Linked DNA regions of Mus musculus: region 1 is linked to region 2. Evidence: chromatin contacts called from public promoter capture Hi-C data. All regions are on one chromosome and are shown on one strand. Each heading gives the region's core, a stretch centred on a gene start, on an enhancer-like site or on the middle of the called end of the contact. The rest is flanking DNA. Distances are from core to core; before and after follow the strand shown.

The links. Capture Hi-C pulls out chosen DNA fragments and counts their contacts.
Region 1: a contact with region 2 is called in a promoter capture Hi-C map of adipose tissue. The contact joins two enhancer-like sites. A contact is called at or near these places in 2 of 9 other capture datasets (adipose tissue and embryonic stem cells).

Annotation. Positions count from the first base shown.
Region 1 is chr15:58,001,968-58,007,015 of GRCm38.p6, forward strand. All of the region lies in intron 3 of Fam83a (family with sequence similarity 83, member A), which reads left to right. Among named protein-coding and RNA genes, the nearest start is that of Fam83a, 19 kb to the left of the region's middle. Within about 2 kb of position 3,319, at least 15 of the 459 cell types and tissues checked have an H3K27ac peak or open chromatin away from gene starts, as enhancers often do. A contact at or near this core is called in adipose tissue, where this site is marked.
Region 2 is chr15:57,770,533-57,775,496 of GRCm38.p6, forward strand. The region is part of intron 2 of Zhx2 (zinc fingers and homeoboxes 2); the gene reads left to right. Among named protein-coding and RNA genes, the nearest start is that of Zhx2, 78 kb to the left of the region's middle. Within about 2 kb of position 2,714, at least 100 of the 459 cell types and tissues checked have an H3K27ac peak or open chromatin away from gene starts, as enhancers often do. A contact at or near this core is called in adipose tissue, where this site is marked.

The DNA.
Region 1 (5,048 bases), core at 2,069-4,568, 230 kb after region 2:
GAGACCAGACTGCTGATGCTGTATCTCAGGGGGGAAGAGAACAAAAGGCAGGCAGAACCTTGCCAGTTTTGAGGGGACTAGTTGCAGTTGAGGTGGCAGGGGAACAGCCCGGGAGTTAGAGTCCCCGGAAGTGGAGTTGCCGGGCAGAAGAGCCTGAGAACTCGCATGGGGACCCTGATCTGCTATGAGCTCCTTTGCGTGAGTCTGAGGTAGGTGCTCCTCGCTGGAGGATGTAGGCTGGAAGAGACAAGGGAAGTAGTGGCTGTTCCTGACGAACAGAAATCAACTTCACAAGGTTTCTGGGGATCGCTGTTTAAGTTTTATTTATCCGCTAGCAGTCCTTCTATCTGTCCAGAGTCCGGTCTAAGCTGAGTCCAGACTGCCAGGGCTTGCTACTGTCTGCAGAATGGTTCGGGGACCTTCTTTGGCCTCTATGTGCTTCCTAGAACCTGTTTCATTCTTTTCTATAAAATGTCAATACCGTTAACAAAAGAGGTAGAAAGAAACTAAACACTTTCCTCTCGCCCCAGTTCTAGCCAACACGGTAAGTGAATTCCTCTCCCTTTGTTAATGCCTGTCTGCTAGTTTTCTTTTGCTGTGTGACCACAAGACTCAGATCTCAAATCTGTTTTTTGTGGTGTATAAACTCTCACAGTCCGTACTTTCCTGTGCAGTCCTCACTCGTTTGTAAAGAGGTTTGAGAGAACCAAGGGTCCTTTGGAACTTTTAGCATTTAGGAGCCTCCTTCATTTCATTTGAAAATTGTGGAGTAAAGATTTCATGTCTGGACCCTTGTAAGCCATTTGGGTCTACATACATTTTATCCGCTGTTGTGGAATAAAGACTCCACACTTGGAGCTTAAGGAGCAGAGTGGAAATCACCCTTGGATTGTGGGTATTAATTGAAGCTATTTTCCACTTAGATTCTATAAACTCCGCCTGAGTGCCTGGCCGGGCACTGAGTGCTGAGTTTGCATCCATCCATCATCTATCAGACTAAAGCCTGACCTGCCCTTTGAATTCCCGAGTCACTTAACAGCCTGAGGACTTTTACTTTTTCTTTTTTTTCTTTTTTTTTTTTTTTTCTTTTTTTTTTTTGGTTTTTCGAGACAGGGTTTCTCTGTGTAGCCCTGGCTGTCCTGGAACTCACTGTGTAGACCAGGCTGGCCTCGAACTCAGAAATCTCCTGAGTGCTGGGACTAAAGGCGTGTGCCACCACGCCCGGCTCGCCTGAGGACTTTTTACATTTCTTTTCTGAGCTCGTCCTTGGCAGGCTGAATTCATGTAATTTTTTTTTATGTGTTATTTTGCGTGTGGCTCTGCTCTGCCCTTCTCTATGGTGATTTAGTTGAGAAAGGTAAAAGCTCTGGTGCCTTGGAGGCAGCTCCATGAGACAGCAGAGTCTGTCAGTGTTCTCTCTGCCTGTTCAGGGTGACTCCAGATGACTAGAGCTGCACCAGAGGTGTCAGGAGGTCTGAGCTCAGGATACGCAGGGGTGTCATAGAATCATGTCACGAGAGTGTCTTTGTCCTGGATGGAAGGAGTTTCAGTATCTTGTTGCATAGCAAGGTAACAAGGGCCTGGTCACCTGTGCTTTCAGCTCCTCTAAACCCTTAAGTGTTAAGGATTTCAGAAGACACATAGAAAGGGGTCTTCAGCATATTAATGACACTCTAGGGAGGAGTCCCCATCAAGCAAGCAGCATAATCTACTGACCCAAACCACTTCCCTACCAGTAACTGCTTCAACCATCATGAAACCCTAACCGAACGGTCTAAAGACAGCAAAACTCAATATAACGCCGTGATTGCTGGAAATATCAAGCAGCCTCCTCCAGCTGCCCTCCCTTAGTCTTAAGCTTACTAAAGTTGCTATTCTTGGTATATCTGATTTAAACATGTTTTTGCATCTATATGTAGGCACTTTTGCATAATATTCAGGCTGCAGTTAGTGTTAATTAATTATACAGGCTATTCGCTCTGAATGGCTGTCTACCGGTTTCTCTCTCCATGTCTTCTGCCCATCTCTTTTAAGCACCAGTTATTCAGGGCCTGTTAGAGTTACCACAAGGAAGAGAGAGGGTCGAGAAGCATTGTCCTTTGGAAATGTGCTAAGGTGGTGAATGGAGATAGATAGATGAATAGACAGACAGATGCACAAATAAGCATACAGGCAGGTAGGCAGGCAGCCAGACAGCCAGACATATAGGTAGATGGGTGGACAGACAGATACATATATAGGCAGACAGACAGGTGGACAGATGGACAGATGGACAAAATAGACAAATATTGTTGCTGAAGGAGTTGCGAGGATCCGTGACGTCCTTCGAGGACCTGTGCTGCCCTGTGCTGGGCCCCTCCAGCATCAAAGGATACACAATCTGTTGATCTTCAACTCCTCAAATGTGGGCCGTTTTACCATCTAATCTCCAATTTGGCTCTGTTTTCGCTTCTGAACTAGGTCAACATAATCTTATGTGTCACATCTTCCCTCAAAAGAATAAGAACTCAAACTTGTTGGCTCATGTTCTGACCCAGAGTGCTCCTGCCCGCCTGCTTTTTCCTCCATGCAAAGCTGCTCCATTAGGCTGCTGGGCAGATCAAGCAAATGACAAGGGCATTAACTGTCTGGCATGGGATGCACATAAAATGCGTCTTTAAGACGCTGGTATTAGGGCCGGTGTGATGGCTCAGCGGGTAAAGGCATGTCTGGCATAAGTCCAGAGACATCAATGCCATTTCTGAAACCCACAGTGGAGGAGAGAACGAAGCCCTGAGATTGTGCTCTGGTCTCCACGCGTGTGCCGAGGCATCCAAGGACACACACACATCCATCTCACAACATCCGCCACCACGTGTCCCCACATACTTTTTTTTCTAATATAAATGACATTGATGTTAGATATGGTGGCTCATGTACGCTATAATCCAAGAATCCAGAGTGCTGAGGCAGGAGGATTGCTGTGAGTTCTGGGCAGTCTTGGCTACAGAGGGAAACCCTGTCTCAAAACGAAAACAAATTGACATTACATGTATGTTCTCATGTATTGTGCTAGCTAGAACTCCAGGCAGGCTTTGTTGAATAGTAAATTTGATTTCTAGCCCGACAGAGCTAGGACTCCTATACAGGGTGATCTGACCTCTCCAATGACGGGTTGCAGTGAATAAGTAAAAACCGCTATTATTATGAGCACATTAGGTTTAATAACTTAAGCAACATTATCCCAGGAGGTGAGGCCCCTTTCTGTGGGTTATCCCTTCTGTGCCAGGGCATATCGGGGAAGGGCCAGGGAGCATGGCCAGGTTTCCCAAGACAGTGTGTGCCTGGCAAAACTTCAGGGCCAGACAGCACTGGGCACGTGGCCACTGGAACTAACACTAAGAGTACTTTCTTAGTGACAGTTTGGGAAAGCGAAGAGTCGAGCCTCTGACCCGAAGCCTGTTCAGGCTAGAGAGAAGAGGGAGGGCTGAGAAGCGTGGCGAATGTGGGGTCAGAGGCAGTCTGAAGGATTCAGGCTTGCTGCTCTATGCTAGGGGGGGGCCCAAGCATGCAAGGGTGTGGTGTGCAGAGTCAGGTGAGGATCCGGGGGAGGTTATTTTGGTTTGGGGTACTGAGGACTGAACCCAGGGTGTCATGCAGGCTGGGCAAATGCTACCACTGAGCTGTGTCTTCTCCTTTTTACTTTCTACTTTGATACAAGATCAAAACTGATTGCCCAGTCTGGCCTTGAACAGTCTACCCTCTTTCCTCAGCTTCCCAAGGAGCTGGGACTATAGGCCCGTGACATCAGGTAAGGTTTTCACAAGCACTGAAGAACGTGACAACGCCTTGTTTTAGAGAATAGCTTTGGAAGGTGTTTGAGATTTTTCTCCTCGAGGCGAACACTTACCGTTTATAACCCAGCAGTTCTTCTAGGCATATATCGAAGAGACTCTTGTTCACTCTTGTGTATGTGGGAGGCACCATGAGAATGTTAAAGTAGTACTGTTGGTGACAGGAACAAGCCAATGCTCCTTCACCAATGAAATGACCAATAGAATAGTATGTAGCAGTCAGAAAAATTACAAAAGAAGTAATAGTGTAGCCTGCCAGAGGTGGCACACACCTTTAGTCCCAGCACTTGGGAGGCAGAGATAGGTGGAGCTCTGAGTTCAAGGCAGCCTGGTCTGTGACCAGAGCTACAAAGAGAAACCCTATTTCAAAATCAACTAACCAAACAAACAAACAAAAAAAAAAAAAAACCAATAATGTGGACACATCTTAGCAATGTAAAATTAAAAGAAAAATCCTAAAAGATTGCACATATGTTTTTAAAACAACTAAAATTAAAATATTTACATTTAAGAATAAATATAGAGCTGGGGAGATGGCTCAACGATTAAGAGCACTGACTGCTCTTCCAGAGGTCCTGAGTTCAATTCCCAGCAACCACACAGTGACTCACAACCATCTGTAATGGGATCCGATGCTCTCTTCTGGTGTGGCTGAAGACAGCTACAGTGTGCTCATATAAATAAGATAAATGAATATTTTCAAATATATTTAAAAAGAATAAACATAAGCGTGAAGCATTGTTTCTCACTGTGAACCAGGGAAAGAGGGTTTGGTGGTATGGTTTGAGTCTAAAATGCTCCCATGGGCTTGTGTTTCAGATGTTGATTCTCCACAGTGGTGGTGCTCTTTAGGAGGGCTGAGGAACCTGTAGGGGGCGGGGCCTAGCTGGTGGAACCAGGCTAACCGAGGTGCGCCTTTCATAGGTTACAGTCTGGCCCTATCATAGCTTTTTTTCTCTCCTCAGTATATCAGCTTATGAACAGCTCCACCACAAGTTCCGGCCACCATGACGGACCAGAATCTTGTTTGTCTCCAATGGCTGTTTTGGTCCTAGCGATGAAAGAATAACACACATACTGTAGTCACAGGACACATTGCACGGACTTTTCCTAGCTCAGGACCCTGGGACAAGGCTCTGGGAAGGCAATGGGACTTCGTGTGGGCTATCATCGAGAAGCTAGGCTGGTGAGATGGCTCAGTGGGTAAAGGCACTT
Region 2 (4,964 bases), core at 1,464-3,963:
AATGAAACACCCAAAATTCGTCTCTAGGTCCCTAGAATGTCCTCTTCCTCCCCAGATACAGGGACAACAGTTTTATTGTTTTCTAGTCTCTATTTCTGGCCAAGGTACAGACCCTTCCATCTCCTATATGGACATGAGGGACACATTAGTTGCTTCTGTGCTGCTGTTACTAAACACTATTGCTAAGGCAGTTTATAGAGGAGAGAGTCTGCTGGGGTTTACACTTCAAGAGGGTTAGAGCCCATGATGGCAAGAAAGCATGGCAGCAAGCTCTAAAGATGGCAGATGCAGCATAAAGCCTACCGCTAACACCCTCACTTGAAAGCATGAAGCAGAGAAAGTGAGCCAGAAGTGTCAAGGACTCTTGAACTCTCAGAGCCTGTCTCCAGTGACATACTCCATGCAGCAAAACCACACCTCTTGAACCTTCCTAAATTGTGCCACTAACTGGGGGTCAAATTTTCAAACATCTGCCCATAGGGGGATGTCTTAGTCAGGGTTTCTAATCCTGTACAAAACATCATAACCAAGAAGCAAGTTGGACAGGAAAGGGTTTATTTAGCTTATATTTCCACATTGCTGTTCATCACCAGAGGAAGTCACAGGGCAGGAACTTGGGAGGCAGGAGCTGATGCAGAAGCCATGGAAGGGTGCTGCTTATTGGATAGCTTCCCCTGGCTTGCTCAGCTTACTTTCTTATAGAACCCAGGACCACCAGCCCAGGGTTGGGACCACTCACAAAGGTCTGAGCCCTCCCCTATCGGTCACTAATTAAAAAATGCCTTACAGCTGGATTTCATGGAGGCCTTTCCTCAAGGGAGGCTCCTTTCTTTGTGATAACTCCAGCTTGTGTCAAGTTGACACACAGAACCAGCCAATACAGGGAGATATTCTCATTCAGGCTACTAAAAAGTGTCTCCCCACTCAAGACCTAACCAAACTGTTAATTCTTAAATTATGAGCCAAAGCCAGGTATGGTGTCTTGTATCTGACATCTCAGCATTCAAGAGAGTGCAGCAGGAGGACTTAACAGAGTGCATTTGAGGCCAGTGTATCCTGTCTCAAAACACCAATAAACAAAAAGTCAGAGCATGTACTTCCCAGAACCTGTACCCATCTATACCTTTTGCTATGCATAGTTTGACTTCTAGACTTTGTCCTGAGCCTGGAAAGGTCTCATGCTCCCTTCCTTTCCAATCTCATTTCCAACCACATCCCTTCTCACACCCTAGATGCCAATCCCACTGCTTCTTCTTGTTCTTCGTCTGCACCAAGCCTGAGTCCTTGACAGAATGATGCACTTACTGCTATGTCTTGCGCGCGCCCTGACTCGCCAGCAAAGCAGACGCCACAACAGGATCCTTCTGCACACGTTTATTGGGAGAGCTTGATTGCAGAGGCGAAGAGACCCCAAGCCCAGAACTAGTGCTGCTTATATAGGCCTAGGCGAGGCGTGTCTCACACCCCGATTGGTTATGCATGGGTTATGCTTACCACCTCATTTGCATGTCTCACATCTGATTGGTTAACTTCTCTCTCATCTGATTGGTTAACTTGTCTCTTATCTGATTGGTTAACTTGTCTCTCATCTGATTGGTTAATTCTCAAAACCTCATCTTGGCAAAAAAAAAAAAAAAAACTTTACTACCTATGTATTCGTGGTGGCCAGCGGTAGCCAGCACCACCCTGCAATGGCACATGTGGCTTCCCACAGCTATGCCTGTGTAGATTCACTCTCCCAGCCTAGGGTCCCTCAAAAATAGAGGCTGACACAAAGCTCATAGCTTTGTATGATGCACAAGACAGGGATGGGTGGGGATGCTGTACAGTCCCAGACAACAGCAAGAGTAAGGAGAGGCAAGAGGGGAGAAGAATGCAGATCCCATGCATGCAATGTTCAGCCACCCCATCGCTCCATGAGCTCCCGCAAGTTGCCACGACACATGAAGTCTTCAGAGTGGCCATGGGGATTGTATGCAGGGTGTGTGTCCCTCAAGGCACCGTGCCACAAAACTGTATGAAAACTCAGAGGGCCATGGGGAAGATGTGCTTAGGAGCAAAGTGTTGTGAGTAGGAAACCCAGGTGCTCCTAACAGAAGCATGGTTTTACAGGTCACCTGTGGTCTAGTAATGCACAAATAGGGCAAGGAGTGTGGCCCCTTGCTTGGCAGAAAGGCCCACTTGACAAAGGCAAGTGACAAAAGTGTCGCCTTGTAAATGACTGTGATGTGGCAGAAAGACGGTGTAATTGGACCAGCTGTGAACGTTATAGCTGGTAAGCCATCAGGTAAACTGAACAAGCTGGTATGTTTCCGAGGTGTGCATGTGTTTTGTTGTTTGGTGCCTCTGAGAGAGCCACCTTTCACCATGTGACTAACCTCAGGAAGTAGTGACATCATAGCATCCTGTGTACTTAAAAAGGAAGGAGACAGTCTAAGGACTCGGGGTCAATTTTGTGTATTTCCTGCACAACACTGTTCAGTTGAACTGTTTCTGTGAGAATACCTACTGTATCTCCCTGCTGAAAACAGGCACAAGCAAAAGCTAAACTCACATAGTGCATAGCTATCCTCTAGTTCATCGGTCACGTTGGAACAATGTTTTGTTTTCAAGCATTGTAGCCCCACTGACTCTGCTAAGTCTTGGCCAGTGGGGCTGGTCAGAGACACATTGAAGCAGGAGTCATTACGGAGGAAGAGGCACCATGAGCTGTTGGTGGGTATGAGAGAGAGAGAGAGAGCGAGCAGCTAGCAGCCTGTCATGACCCTACTGCTGAGACCTTTCTTGCTCCAGGGAAAGTCCCTGGACTGTAGCCAGTAGATTGTCTTGACCCCATTTTCCAAATGATGTTTGGCGCACTACTGAGAACTTAAACTCAATAGCATGTCAAACCTGTCATCCCTAGAAGCAGCAGCCAGAAGCCAGACTGCATTTGATTGGAATCAAAGCAAACACATCCAGCAAGAGTGAAATGTAGGGGATGTGGAGAACTGCCAGCCCCTCCTGACCATCCTATATAGACAAGGGGACTTGGGTGGCACTGAACATTCTCATGACATACGATTAAAAAAATTGGAACATGCCGGGCGTGGTAGTGCACACCTTTAATCCCAGCACTTGGGAGGCAGAGGCAGGTGGATTTCTGAGTTGAAGGCCAGCCTGGTCTACAGAGTGAGTTCCAGGACAGCCAAGGCTACACAGAGAAACCCTGTCTCGAAAAACCAAAAAAAAAAAAAAAAAAAGGAACATAATTCGCAGCCACTAGAAGAGAAAGGAGCAGCCCCCTCCTTAGGAGCCAGCTGTCAATGGCTGGATACATCTTGAATTGTCACAGGATGCTATTAGCAAGCTGTACAAAACCTGTCAAACACACAGAGCCCCCCCCCCTCTGCCATGAAGAGTTCTCTAGCCCAAATGGCAGTCTTGTGAAGGTCAAGAAGCCTTGATGTAAAAGTGTCATGGCACGTGAGCACGCACAATATTTTTGAAAGGTTGTAGGGAGGTAGGCATGCCCACATCAGCTGGGGTGGGGGTGGGGAGACTGCAGCCCATGTAATGCGGCTGCCCACACTCAGGGTAGGTTCAACTCTCACAGACACACAAGAAGTCCGGCTCCCTAGTGACTACAAGCCTCATCATCAACCGTGAAGATTAGCCATCACGACCCTGACAGCATGCCTAGTGCTTGATGGCTTGAGCCAGTCTTAGAAGGCTGCACAAGGGTGGAAGTACACTATAATCGAGAGAGAGAGAGAGAGAGAGAGAGAGAGAGAGAGAGAGAGAGAGAGAGAGAGAGAGAGAAGTAATTCAAACCACTTAATAAAATAAAGAAAGCTCCACACTGGATAATTCCTACTTCAAAATGTTCTGCTCCAAGCAAAACTGTGGAGGTAGAAGAAGATCAGAAGTGGGGGTGGGGATAAGCAGGTAGAGGACAGAGCTCTAAGGCAGTGGAACTATTCTGTGTGACACTGTAATGTCACCGGGTGGCTGTGCATTTGCCCAAGCCCAAGAGAATAATCAGTACAAGAGGAACTCTGGCATGAGCTATGGGTGTCAGTTAGTAGCCATCTGTCATTGCTGTTCCTCGGTTGTAATTAACACACTGCACTGGGAGGGAAGGAGAAGGGTTACTTAACCCCTTCTGTGCCTTCTGTCCATCTTCACTGTAAACCTGAAACTGCTCGAACCATCAGTCTATTGAAAATGCTCAGGGCCTAGCATGTGAGTATAACCTTCAATCCCAGTGTTTGAGGGATGGAAGCAAGATGATCAATAAGGCCAGCCTCAACTACCATAGAGAGTTCAAGGCTAGCCCAGGCTACCTGACATCCTACCTAAAAAGGAAATAAGTACAAGTTTAAATGATATGATTAACAGAGTTGAGATAATTGTTATAATCATCATAAGGTTGAAGACTGTCGCTTAATTCCAAAGACACTTAACACATATTGCATTGTTGATTCTGTCCTTGTTAGTGAGCAGAATATACCAGAAGGAGGAGGGGACTGTCCCATCTAAATAGCATTCACTTAGGTCCAGGCAGACAAATTTCAGAGACTTATGCATCAAGTCTCCACGGCTGCTCTAGGAGAGAATCTCAATCGTAAGACAAGGAAATGGAGACTTGTGGAGGTTAAGTCACATGACCAGAGTCAGAAAGCATCACAGGAAGGATTTGAGCCAGATCAATTGTTGAGCCAGTATAGCTGATATTATGGTGTGTGTGTGTGTGTGTGTGTGTGTGTGTGTGTGTGTAGGTTGGAAGGTTCTAGAAGGTAACAAGAGACAGGCACCTCTCAGCTGTCTTGAGCCACTAGAATGGGTGGTGGGCTGAGGGACCCTTCCCGCTGGCCTACCGCCCTGTTGTGCCTGAGTCTTTCCATGTGGGTGTGGCCATCTTGCCTTGTATGCCCGCCAGGGATCATCATGGAACAGTGTCCAGTGGTGGCCTGAGTTGAGCG